Regions from separate parts of the Mus musculus genome. Here region 2 is linked to region 1. Evidence: chromatin contacts called from public promoter capture Hi-C data. All regions are on one chromosome and are shown on one strand. Each heading gives the region's core, a stretch centred on a gene start, on an enhancer-like site or on the middle of the called end of the contact. The rest is flanking DNA. Distances are from core to core; before and after follow the strand shown. Region 1 holds the start of Gucy2c (guanylate cyclase 2c). Region 2 holds the start of BC049715 (cDNA sequence BC049715).

Evidence for each region. Capture Hi-C pulls out chosen DNA fragments and counts their contacts.
Region 2: a contact with region 1 is called in a promoter capture Hi-C map of pancreatic islet. The contact joins the promoter of BC049715 here to the promoter of Gucy2c in region 1. A contact is called at or near these places in 1 of 39 promoter capture datasets (macrophages), 6 of 484 Hi-C or Micro-C datasets (the AML12 cell line, brown adipocytes, cerebellum and 2 more), 2 of 115 datasets of contacts at active chromatin or transcription factors (both in embryonic stem cells) and 3 of 9 other capture datasets (adipose tissue, liver and pancreatic islet).

Annotation. Positions count from the first base shown.
Region 1 is chr6:136,777,512-136,784,317 of GRCm38.p6, forward strand. It overlaps Gucy2c (guanylate cyclase 2c), which reads right to left and starts at 4,231. Exons shown (of 27, transcript NM_001127318.1): 1 at 3,879-4,231. The coding sequence starts at 4,095.
Region 2 is chr6:136,825,872-136,832,677 of GRCm38.p6, forward strand. BC049715 (cDNA sequence BC049715) reads left to right here and starts at 2,972. Exons shown (of 3, transcript NM_178776.3): 1 at 2,972-3,198; 2 at 5,030-5,125. It overlaps Wbp11 (WW domain binding protein 11), which reads right to left and starts at 2,345. Exons shown (of 12, transcript NM_021714.4): 1 at 2,149-2,345; 2 at 130-238. The coding sequence starts at 193. Smco3 (single-pass membrane protein with coiled-coil domains 3) reads right to left here. Exons shown (of 2, transcript NM_001039558.2): 2 at 4,060-6,017. The coding sequence starts at 6,003. The coding sequence ends at 5,326.

The DNA of each region.
Region 1 (6,806 bases), core at 2,981-5,480:
CAAAATAAAGAAAACCCAAAGCTCTCCCAACCCTACCCTCGTCAGCGTGAGAGCTCGGCTCCTTCCCACCACCATCATCATGGAGGGATGCTGAGCAATGTAAAAATCTGAGGCTCCAGGCAGACCATGAGTGGCAAAGCAAAACCCATGTGTAAACCCCCAGGGACCTAAGAAAGGAGAATCATCCTGTATCAGACCTGGAAGCAGACATGGCTTCCTCATTGTGGTCCCAGTTCTGTATCCACTTACTGACAGAACGGAGCTGGAGAGCTGGGTCAGTCGGTTCCTGACACTGACCTGTGAGTGTTTGTAAGAATCATTCACTTAATCCTTTTGCTGAATCCTACCAAGGGTTATTTATTCTGAAATGTAGCGGCAAGAGGTTAGAGGTAGAGTAACTTGCTTCACTTCCATCCCTGGTAAGGAGTGGAGACGAGATGTGCACTGTGGTTCTAGATCAACTCTGGGGGCTCTAGATCAACTTTGGGACTCTAGATCAACTTTGGGGCTCTAGAGCAACTTTGGGGCTCTAGAGCAACTTTGGGGCTCTAGAGCAACTTTGGGGCTCTAGAGCAACTTTGGGACTCTAGAGCAACTTTGGGGCTCTAGAGCAGCTTTGGGGTTCTAGAGCAGCTTTGAGGTTCTAGAGCAGCTTTGAGGTTCTGGAGCAGCTTTGAGCTCTTACTGACAGTGGTTCTTGAGAAGCACACTGATGGGGAGTGTTGAGTCACTTTGGAGGGGGAGGGACAACCCTGTGAGCTCACAGCTGTTTTCGTAATTGTACCAGCCCTTCACTTTTCCCACTCTGTTTCTAATGGAACTTTCTAGAAACTAGAGAATATAGATTGTTGTAGCAGATTGAATACAGAAGCAACCAGAAGACTATGTCCTTCTTATATATTAAGCTGAACATTAAAGACACTCACAGACATTTACATCAATTTCATTCCTTCACCCTCCTCTTTTTTTTTTTGACTTAAAAAATAAAAAATTTCTTTAGTAATGAAATGTATGTTAGCTAGTAAATTGTTTGTCACTTTTTAGTGAGCAAGCGTTTAATTCTCAATCTAATAAACATCAATATGTACAACCATAAGAAACTATTCAGGGCCCTTGATTTTTTTTAAGATCCACTCTTGAGACCCATTGACACAGAACTATTGTACCATGATGTCAATACGTATTTTACAGTTCACTGTTCTAGTAGTTTAATTTGATAGAGGATTATCCTCAGTTTATCTCTCCAGATTTGGGGTGATTTTTTTTCTTTTAAAGATTGAACTTTTTTATTTTTTTGTCAAACAATGGTATGACTTCAAATTGAAACTTTAAAAATAAGCACATTCCTTGCCCTGGCAGTTTTATGTCGTCGTGACATAATCCAGAGTCAATGGGGAAGAGGCGTTCCCCTCTGAGGTCTGGGGAAGGGTCTCAATGTATGGGACCACACACAGGGTATGGACTTAGTCATGGAACACATGTCCTCAAGGAACTGAGGGCTTGGGACTGGAGGGATCTCTTTCCAAATTATTTGTACCATTTTCACACATTACTATCTACTTATTCTTCAATATTCATGTAGCGTCACTAAGTCTAAAAAACAAACAAACAAAACAAAACCCCCCCGACCAACCAAAACAACAAACAACACACACACACATACACAAAAAAAAATAACAAAAATTATTCACTAACTTCGGGATGTCAACTACAACCTTTAAATTATCAATATTTTCCAATAATAGCTCTCATACAGTGTTTTAAATTTTTTCCAAATGTCAAACACTCCAAATATGCTCAACATATTTAGAATACAGTGTCTTTCTCTTCTCTAACCTGCATCTCTTGTGTTCAGTATGAGGGAGCAAAAATGGGTTGTCAAGTGCCAATTTCTAGGCATGCCTGTTTCTTCTTCCACAGAACTCTCCCTTTACGAACCCATCCTTCTGTCTGAGCATTATGACTGATACAAATGAGAGTAGTGAATGAAAACCAACTTGTCACTCAATTAATAACAGAGCAGACATTCACGTTCAGGTTGCACGTACTCAGAACCAAGGGGGTAACCAATATTTTCTGCTATTTGTTTGATGTGTCAAGCAACATCCTCTCTGAGTAACAGCAACACTCCCATCAATGCTGTTCCTAATGGGGACTAGAACACCTTTAAAACCTCGTCAAAATGGCAATGGGTTACCCATATGCCTCACTGCCTGAAATGCGTCCATGGGTTTTCTTATTGAATGCCTGTTCTACCCACAGTCAGGACTGCCATTTATTCTGGTTTTATACGTGAGGAAACTGAGCACCAGGAAAGTTAGGCAACTTGCTTCAGGTGATAGCTATGGTAAATAGTCAGGCAGGACAATGAACCAAATTCCATCAGAATCCGAATCTTTGCTGATGATAGTGTTCCATTGCTCTGTCTTAGTGAGAGGTGTAGTTAGTGGTGGGTCACTTGCAGTGGCAACATGATACACCCATAGGACTCAGGCAGAAGTGGATCTGCATCTTGCTTCAATGGATGTAAGGTGGTTTGCATCTGCTGTGACACCATTGTCCACCATGCCAACCCACAGAGCTGTGGTGACTAAAGAGATGGTGTGATGAGACATTCTCCAGAACTTGTCTAGCATGTGGCAAATTCTCAGGAAACAAATGGAGCCTCTATGAGATGGCCACGCTTAACACCCAGGCTAACAGACAGAATCTTAACCCAGGTCGAAGATCCAACTTCTTTACCACGGACCACCCTGTCTCAGCACACATGTGTGTGCTATATCATGCCCTCAGTAAACATGTGCATGTTATTACACAGCCTCTCAGTTCTACTTAGGTCTACATCAGACTGGCACATGTGCGTCTGAATCTAGTCTGGACACATCTGGGAAGATTACATGCATGCACAGAAGTAAATTCTTGTCACAAGGTTTTAGACAGAAGATTATTATATGCCACCTTTAAGACCAAAAGTAACCATTAAGATGTACCAAGTACCCAGTGACTCAGTAATTCTATTTGTGACAATGGAGTCTCTGGGAATGGAAAAGAACTATATATAAGAAAAAGGATCGTAGCACTGTAAAAAAAATAACCACAAGAAATTAAAAACGATTAGATATTTCTTGAGAAGAGAATTTTTAGATAATTGGGATGGTTTCTAGTCTAAGGGATTCATATGATGACTGAGGTAGCAATGTAGCCCTAAGAAAGTCATTTGCAGGATGATGTGTTGTGACAGAGAAGATGTAAAATCGTCCCTGTGCCATACTAATCACCAAGGTCTCAAAAACAAGACACCGAGAAAGAGTATTCAGGCAGTACAAAATTATTGCAGGCACTTGGTCCTTCTTTACGTGTTTTATGTCAAATTATAAAATTGATTTTTTTTTTACAAATAAAAGATAAGGTCAAGAAAGGCAACAATGAATTCAATCATAAATGTATAACCCTGTCTATATCTGACAGCGAGAGCCACGAGAGGCAGGGAGAGTCTGCACTGCCAGAGGGGAAAAAATCTTTCTATGAATAAGAGGTGTGGAGAAAGGTTCAGTATCTGTATGCCCAGGAGCCTTATGAAATTTCAGATCCAGCCCAAATCTTGCCTCTGAACGGCTACAGAAGGAGGCATGATGTCTACAGCTGGCCAGAAACCCAGATTTAAGTAGGGCATGTCACTGCTGTGAGCACTTTACCTTTTCTTCCAGCAGGGTGGGGTGGACCACAGCTCACTCCAACCCCTCTCCCCGGGAAGGAAAGAGAATGGAGTTCTGAGATGAATTTAGAGGAGTTTGGGTGATTGGGCAAAGTCTGCGAGGTCTCTGCCTTGAAGCAAAAGGTCGTACATAGCAAGAAGGAGTCCTTTCCCATAGTCTTACCGGCTTCACGCAGGCGCTTTCGCACTATGTCCAGTCCTTCCTCCACAGCCTCCCTCAGGTTTTGCATAGGTTCTTTGTAGGCTGAGTTGTCCATCATCAGGACGCTGATCTCGTAGCTGCCATTGCGGCAGTTCTGCCTCACCTGAGAGGCCCAGAACACCATCAGCGCGGGCTGGAAGAGCAGTAACCGCACAGCCAAGCCCAGCAGTGACGTCATGACCTGGCTCACCGTAGCACCATGCCCCCCTGGATTGCTCGCTTTTAGAGACACAGGGAGCCCCTCTGGAGAGTCGCTAGCAGAGTCCCTTGGTCTTCTCTTCCCCACGCACCTTTCTGGTCTTGCCACACTGGTCACACGGGCCGTGAGACTCAGCCTGGCTGCCAGTAATTAGCAGGCACATTATGGTAGGAGGTAAAGCAAAGTTCACTTTGTGTGTTTGCACACAGAAAGGTCAGAGCTATAAACGACAGGATTACCAGGGCCTCATCCAATAAAAATACACCCGTTTGTGACACATCACTGGGAAGAGGGAAGAGAAGAAGGGAGCAGTATATTTTACATATCAGGCTTTATGAAATGGAAAATAAAGGTCGAAGGGCTTACGGCAAGCACAGCAGTGACAGCCCATTAGTACTTCAGCTTTAGCTGCACAACAAAACACAAGCGTCTACTAGGATGAGCTGCGCATCTGCGGTCCAGCCAACCTCCATCTATCAGCTCTTCACTACGGGTTGGATGGTAGCAAGGCTCTGGGGACACAATCACCAACGGTGTGGATGCATGAATGTCCGCTTGGATCACACGTTCATTCTAACGGGATAGACGAACATCAGATGAATGAAGAGCTAAGGTCAACAATGGAGAAAAGAACAGAGCACAGTGGGCATGCAGGGGAAAGTCAACATGAGTCCAGAAGTCAAGGAAGTTTCCCGGAGAGCATAAACGTCCCTAAGCTGAGCTCTGGAGGATAAACGGGCGTTGGCTGAGTGGGAAGGAGGACGGCAGTGTTAGGCAAGAGGATGGATTGTGAAAAGACAGAGGTGGGAAAGGGTGAGGTATATTTGAGGAAACAAGGGATACAGCTTGGTTGACATGCTGTGGCGTCGGGTGGTAACAGAAGGCATCAGAGGACTAGGCAGAGGTATGACAGGGACTGGGAGTTCGGACTATATTCTAAAAGTCAGAAAGAGCACTTGACATGGTCAATTTTTATTTTTTCAATTTGTGATCTGAGGATTTAGCTTAGTCCCCCACGTAAGTCAAATGACTTCTAAACAATGTATGTGTGTTCATATCATGGTGCACATGTAGAGAGAGGTCAGAGGGCAGCCTTGAGTGTCAGCATTAATGTTCTACCTTGAGACAGAGTCTCTTGTTCACAGCTGTTTGTGGTAAACTCACGCATCTGGGTGGGATCTCCAAGGAGTCTCCATTCTCCCCCTGAGGCCGTGCTGGGATTCCATTTGTGTGCTACTGCATCTGACAGTATGTGGAGTCTGGGATCCAGGCTCAAGTTCTCACTCTTGCGTGGCAAGCTCTCTACTTACTGAGCCAGTTCCACAGCTGGTCACGTGACTTTTGAAAAGCCCACTCACGCTGTCAAGGAAGAAATGTCCCGGAGAGAGGCAAACAAAATCAGAGCCTTTATATAAGGCTTCTGTTTCTATGGTACCCGTGAGTCAAAGCGGGGAAAGGCAGAAGCAGGAGATGGGCTCAAAAGGTCTAAAAAGAGAATCAACGGGACCTGGTATTTTCTTGAATTTGAGATCCCAGGGAGAGGGAGGACTCAAGGGTGATGCCCAAAGGTGTTTGCTGATAGTTAAAATCCTGAAAGTCCGCGGGTTTAAAAGATAACGACTTCCGGCTTGGGACAGGTGGATTTGGTATCTGCCTGTGCAGCTGCGAGAAGAGGACCTGTACTTAACAGGGGGTTTAGGAGTTCAACAGAGGCACTGGCTGGTGGGTCGGACTTCATTGTTTTCAATGTTGACTTCCAAATGTGAAAACTGAACGAGTTAACTGGCATGACACATCTTTCATGGAAGTAATTTAAACCGCATTTTCAACCTTCCCAAGCAAAGTATTGGAACCATGGGGGAATCCGACCAATCTAAAGAGAAGTAAGGTCCCCGCCCCAAAGGAATCTATACGATCTACATTTCAACCCCTCCCAACGTCACTTGAATGGCCTTTCTGGGGTGTCTATTTTCTAGCTGGTGGTATCCCCCTTTGCAGGACCCCAAGGGGATGGCCTTCAACAGAACACAGCTTTTGAACAGACCCTGAGGGTGACTACAGGTAGGAGTTCTGCCTCTTGGCATAGAATTGGGACCGTCTGGTTCCTTTGCCTCAGCCTAACTAGTACGGGTGTTTAGTAAAAGGAGGACATTTTGTATTGCTCCTTAAATTGAACAGCAGTGGATAGGGTTACTAAAAGGAAATGCTCTATACACGGGACTCATTTTTTTTTTTAAGATTTGTTTGTTTGTTTATGTGAGTACCTTCATGAGTTTATTTGCAACTTGTGTATGCAGGTACCCATGGAGGCCAGATGAGGGTGTCAGATCCCCCAGAGCCAGAGTTACAGGTGGTTGTGTACACGGAACCAAACTTGGGTCTTCTGTAAGAGCAGTAAGCACTTTTAACTGCTGAGCCACATCTCTTGTGTCCATACACCCATGATTCTTATCTGTTCATTCGTAGCCAAGAACCTAAAAAAACAGGCTGGTCCTAGAAGCCTATTCAGCTGTTGAAATAACTGTCTCTCTTGCCGAGAACGGAGGGAAGAAACGGTGCTAACTGGGAAGTGGTCATCAGGTAAGGGATGGGGAGGGGGGGAGGGGGGGGCGTGTTTTTATCAGGGTAGAAGCTGCCTCGTTTACATGTTGGTAGGAAGGAGCTGGTATGAAGCTAGGGGGAGAGGCATA
Region 2 (6,806 bases), core at 1,722-4,221, 47 kb after region 1:
ATTCTAACCATGAGTCCATTTTAAGAATTCTACATGACCTCACACACCCCACTCTACCAACGCTGAACTTAGGCCACCATGAAAGAGTCTGCCAGTTTTAACCCTTCTACTTCTTCCTTCCGTACTTACGGGCTTGGTCTGTGGGGTTCATAAACTTCCCACTCTTGGTGGAGGATGTTGATCTTCGTCCCATGGTGACAATTTATATGATTTACTTCTTCATTAAAAAAAAAAAAAACTGGAAAGAAAAGATATAAAGAACTCAGTTTTGCTGTATGTGTAAAAAGACTTCCTTTTACGAATTTGCATCAATTTCTGTAAAGAAATATCCCTTTGGTTCTCTACTTGTAAGACCGTGCTCTTTAATTTTGAATGAAGCATCCAAGAAATTATTTCTTTACCTTTCTTTTTTTTTTTTTTTTTTTTTTTTTTCGAGACAGGGTTTCTCTGTATAGCTAGCCCTGGCTGTCCTGGAACTCACTCTGTAGACCAGGCTGGCCTCGAACTCAGAAATCCGCCTGCCTCTGCCTCCCAAGTGCTGGGATTAAAGGCGTGCGCCACCACGCCCGGCTTTCTTTACCTTTCTTGACCACAAAGAAAAGGCTAGTATCTGTACTAGTCAACACAGTGAGAATATCATTAACTACTCAAAAGTTTAACCCTTTCCTATGGATTATATAGTGCTGTTAACTGAATAAAGAAATCAACAAGAACTTTGCACTTATAATGCTATTGTTTGGAATATAGACTGAGCCATATGAGACGATCTCAAAACAAACCAAAACCAATTGAGAAATATTCTAACAATGCAATGCAAACCCTGAGGACATCTTTCCGACCTGTATAAGGGGATATGAAACAGGAGTGGAGATAATGAATCTGGGTTAAAGACAAATACATGCTCTTTACTTTCTCCTTAGACTGCTCATTCCACACGCCAGATGGCAAAATGCAATCCATTCAAACATATTTATCTTGATTTAATACCAAATCAAATGATTTATGACTCTCAAACAAAAGAAATAAAAAATGAAGTATTAGAACTCCTCAAACTTAACATTAAAGTATATTCTTACTAGCACATATGACTCCTGATTTATGTATTTTGAGGGAATTAAAAGTGGTAGTCACGGTAGGGAAATATTTTAAGGCCAGGCTTTCATTATTATCACTTCTTTCTCTTCCATTCCAAATGAATGAAACTTCCAAAAATTAGCCTTGCCCATAGTAAAAAAAGGAACAAATATTTCCTGTTCAAAGTGTGCGACACTTTCCTACAGGCTACATCTCCTGTGGCTCCCCCTTTAAGCATTAAACAAATCTACTTTCTTTCTACATTAGGAAAGGGAAGATCCCGAGGTAAATTTGAGACTCTAATTCCCTTGGCTCCTTAGGTGGGACTCTGTAAGTTGTTTTAGTTAATGCTTTTTTTCATCAAGCGTTCAGCTGGCCGGCTCCCTGCTGCTTCCCAGATATTTCAGAACTGATCGGTGTCGATTATGTCATTACAGATGTTTCTCTATCAGAAAGCAGAAGGGGCAGGAGTTTGGGAAGAAGGGAAGAGAAGGGTACTGACTATAGGGAACTACAAAAAGGCACGGATACAACAAATTCTATTTTTGATCTTTTCTTTAGTGTTTCCCTTCTTAAACCAGCCTCGGGCTCTCGTTTTGACGCCATCCCATCACACACACCTAAAAACCAATCAGCTACGAGTCAAGGAGAATTTTTACAAGACCATAGTGCCTCTGCCTGCAAACGTTGGCAGAGACAAGGTCAAAAGACCATGGGAACCCAGGCAGCACAAACGCAACCCGACCGGTCCGGTCCGGTCCGGGTCCACTCCAGGAGGCCTCACAGCAACTGCCGAAACCATAGCGACGGTTGATAGCGACTCGAGCGGCTAGACGTCAGCCCGCCGCCACCGGTCGCCGCACTCGGGCGGTGGGTCTGACCCGGCGGGAGATCCCGCCCGAGAACCCGTCGGACGCAGTGCCAGGCCGGCCCCGAGCCCTGAAACCCGAGGCTCCCGCCACCCCGGGCCCAGCGGAGGAAGAGCGCGGCCTCTGGGCCTGGTGTTTCAGAGAAGGCTTCGCAGGCCCCGGGGAGGGTCGCGGAAAACGGAGCACCGAGTCCCCACGCACTCACACGACTGCGAGGCTCCCGGGACGGCGAGAGCAGCTAGCGGGCGGTCCCGGAGGACTCTCTGCGAAGGGGCCTTCACCTCTGCCCCTCGGTCAACCACCCGGGAACCGCCATCTTGAAACCTCGCGCCCCTCCGCCAGCTCACGTCACTTCCTGTTCCCGCTGGCCGCGATCTCACCGCGTTGCCAGGCACTGGGCCCATAGAGCGAATACAACAACTTCAGAGCCAGAGGTACTTCCGCTCTCATTCACTATCCGATTGGATAACTATAGGCCAAGAGACCCGCCTCATTCCAGAGTATTGTAGATTGACACTAATATAACCCAATAGAAATAAAAAGTAAGGAAGCTGCTATTTGATTGGCCAATTGTTCTCAGAATTCTGACGCATTTCCGCAACTGCTTCTCTCTGGGGACACACTAGGTAGCGGTATGCGTACGCTTCTGTGTCGGCCATTGGATCTGTGTTAGTTGTCGTGTGTAAATGGATGCTGTTTTTCAGGAATGCTTCCATAGAAAACAAGTTAGGTAATAACACTGGGCACCGAGTCTAAGGTGCTCAGCAAACATCAGCCCTCTAAACCTACAGCATGTGATGAACTGAACAAATAGTTCCTAGGGGAGACTCATAAATCTACACGAAAATGTATATTTTAAAAGAGAAACGGTACATTTGTCGATTTTCCAGAGGAGAAGTTATTACATAACACTTCAAATGAACTTTGCATCAACCCAAACTCCTTTATGATGTCATTGCACACTCTAGATTTATCTGAAGTCTTCCTTTGAGGGTTCTCTAGAGTCACAGAACTTGTGGATAGTCTCTATATAGAAAGGGACTTTGTTATGATGACTTACGGTCTGTAGTCCACCTCCCCAACAATGGTCAGCTGTGAATGGGAAGTCCAAGGATCTAGGAGTTGCTCAGTCCCACCAGGCTAGTAGATTCCAACTGATGGGCTGGCAAGTAAATGCAAGCAGAGGAGGAAGAGAAAAACTTCCATCTTCCAATGTCTTATAGATCTCCAGAAGAAGGTGTGGTTCAGATTAAAGGTGTGTACCGCCACGCCTGGATCTGGGCCTTGTACTCAGAGATCTTACCTTACTCTCCTGGGGATACATAGCCACTATGCCTCAAGATTTCCATGCCAAGATCAAGGTCAGAAACTTGTATTTCCCAGCCTCAAGATCTGGATCACAGGTGAACCTTCCAATTCTGGATTGTGGTTTGTTCTAGATATAGCTGATAACCAGAAATAGCTATTATATTTCCCTTCTACATCCCCATTCCTTAAGACTCCTCCCCATCCTTTCCCCTTAAAGGTAAGCATTTAAAACGAAATCTTCATAAAGTGTGAACTTGGTCTGTCTCGAAAAAAAACCAAAAAGCAAAACAAAACAACAAAAAACCAAAAACAAAAAAACACAAATCAAAAAACCAAAAACACCCTCACACTTGGTTATTTTTCAACTTAGTTTCAGCATCCTTAACAGAAAAGGTCCTAAGGGAATTTTTGACATCAAGTACTTTGAAAGAACTGATTGAGGTGTATATTAATTTTTAGGATGTTGTAGATAGGCACTAATGTTACAATGAATTAATAACCAATAGAACATTTACAATTTATATTAAAACAAATGTGTTCCCTAACAATGTAACATCAGTACCATACTAAAACTACCTTTGACTTAGTGGGAAAAAAAATAAGTATTCAATAAATAATCTGGGCTGGCCACCATCTCCCTATCCCTCTGTCTCATTGTTTAGATGGATTGAATTACAGTTAGAAGCCTTGATGCCTGGGAATGTCATTAATTCTTGTTTTGATTACTCTTTGAGTGTCAGTAATAGCAAGACCTATTAGTTCATAAAATAAAAACCAGGTAATAAATTTAGAAAGTGACACAAATTGTGATATTTTGAAACTAATTTATAAAACCAGTGATAACATAGAAATTAATACATTTGGAAAAGTTATGTGGCTAGTTAAAATTCTTCATCTGCTTGTAAAATTTTCCTGAGATATACTGGATACTTTATACCAATGATTTATTTTTGTCTTTGCGTTAAAAACCAAACGACTATAACCAGGACTATCTCAACATTGTTACATACAATGGTTTTTGAAGTAGACCCTAAAAACGGCTTAGTGAGAATGGTTAGATAAAGGTTTAGAAAACAAATGCTGTATCTAGAGAAACTAAGTTCCATCAATAGGCCTCCATGGCCTCTCCTTTTCCTGAGTTCAGGAGGCAATTAACATAGGTCTGCAAATGCTTTATGGGGCAGAGGGAGCTGCCTCTTTTTGGTGGTACTGAAAATAAAATTATCCCCCTGAAAAATAGAAATTAATTACTTTCCTTTAATCAACAAATTCTTAACAGGGAGTGAGCCTTTTTCTTCACTCTAACATATTTTATGCAGGGATCACTGCATTTTATGCCTTGTTTTGTTTACAATGTTCCACACACTTTGACCACTCAAGAGATAGATGACAAACAGGTGGTCAATATTGACTGCATTACAGACAACATTTATTATCTCATCCTTTCCCAATCCATCCAGCCACGCTTTGAACTGAGGAGAACCTCGCAGATGCATGGCTTTCGTTCATTCTGGAACATAATGTTGTTGAGGTTGCTCTGCCTTCATTTCCGGGTGGCAGACAATTGTATTTAATCTGGTGGAAGAAAATGTTGATATGATTTTGCAGTCTTTTCCAGTTCACAAACAACTGTTTTTGATCTGGGGGTAAAAATAACAGCACTATGTATGTTTTACTTGAAGGTCACAGGTCTGTGTCTAGTCAGATGTTATTAAGTCTGTCTTATTAGACATTAAGTGATGTTTGAAACAGGAAATGGGAATGGTCTCTCCATTTAGCAGGAATATTTGAAGACATTTGCTGCGAACAAGGAAGCAATAGCCTGTGCCTGCTGGTCTATGATGCCTTTACACCTCAGTGGTTCTGACAACAGGGTAAGAAAACTGGATAGAGCTTTATCCCCTGAGGGTCTACTACAGCTGGTTTGGACACTCACTGTTGACCTAAGACCCAAGCACCCCAAATTGTTTATCTGTATCCACGTTGTTGGAGACAAATGGAAAATTACCCTAAAGAAATAAGCATGGTGCCAGAGAGGGCAGCACAAAGTATCCCAGTGTAGACACCTGCCTGTTCATCTTAGCTGGCGCTTCACAGCAGTGGCAACCTCAGTGATAGCATGATGGTACTTTGCTGAGGCAGCCTTGAACTCCTCCAGGTGCTTCTCATAACTTTTGATGGCTGCCTGAAGCTGTGTCCTCTCCACTGCTCCCAAGATGGCTTGAATGATCATATCTATCCCGAGGCTGAGCACGGCAACGCCAATGCTTCCAAGGAGAGAAGTCCCGATGTGAGCTAGCACAGAGACCAGCTTGCTAATTATGCCAGTTGTGACACTTGAGCCCACCAGTTTAACAGCCACTGCACTGGCTGCAGATGTAGCTTCTCCCAGGATGACAGAAATGACCTTCTGCACGATGGCAATCTTCTCCGTCTCCCTTTCCTTAATATCCTGCAGCTTCCTATAAAGGGTTGGCTCTAGTTGGTCTTTCAGTGCCTCGTCAATCTTTTGCAGTTCCTTTTGGATTTTTGTCATGGCTTGGATAATGATGTCACAGTTTTCTTTGATGGTTCCATCGCTTTTCATTTCAATGAAGGCCAGCCTGCAACCCAAGTGGGTATTAAGAACCCCTGTGAGCTTGTTGGTGACCTGGAAGCTGTCAGACAAGCAGTCCAGCAGCTGCTGGTGAAGGCGGTTTACTTCCTGTCGCCTCCTTGGGTTTTGTGGGTAGAGGAAGTCACTCTGAGCCATATTTCAGTACGCCTCTGAAAAACGAAACAGGAAATCAGCTCAGAGTACCTTCATGACTCTAGCCAGGCAGCCATCAACGTGGCCATAGCTAAAGACTGCCTCAGGGGACTCAGCAGGTTTGATTTGTTGGCTTGTTTGAGAGGGGATCTCATATAGCCCAAGGTAGGTATGCATTTCTGATCCTTCAGCATAGACTTCTGGTGAGCTGAGATTGCAGGCCTGCACCCCTCTGCTGGGTTTTTGCCTGGTTTATGCTGTGGGTCAAGGCCAGAACTTCATGGGTGCCAGGAAAGCCTTCCACAGCCTCAGCCCCTGGGAGACTCGCTCCTGATGCCATTTCTTTCCCAATCCCTACCACCACCAGATTATTTTCCAAGAAGTTAGAGTTAAGTTAGAGATAATTTAAAATATTCACACCAGGGCTGGCAGGAGGCCTAGTTGGTAGCAGTGTTTGCTTCACAGACCTGAAAAGCTGAGTTTGCTCCTTGGGACCCCCACTTCCATGCCTACTACAACATTCAGGAACCCTCCAACAACCACCTTACCCCTGCCCAATAAATAATTTTACAATTTAGAAAAGGAGCTAAATGTTAGGACCATTTTATACCTCTCTGGGTAAATTATTTTTTAAATTAAGGAATATACAAAAATAACACCCGTGCAATAATCCATCACCAGCCAGGCATGGTGGCATATGCCTTTGATCCTGGCACTATGGAGGAAGAGGCACCCAGATCTCTGTGAGTTCAAGGCCAGCCTGTAGTTCATAGCAAGTTCCAGGCTAGCCAAGGCAACACAATGAG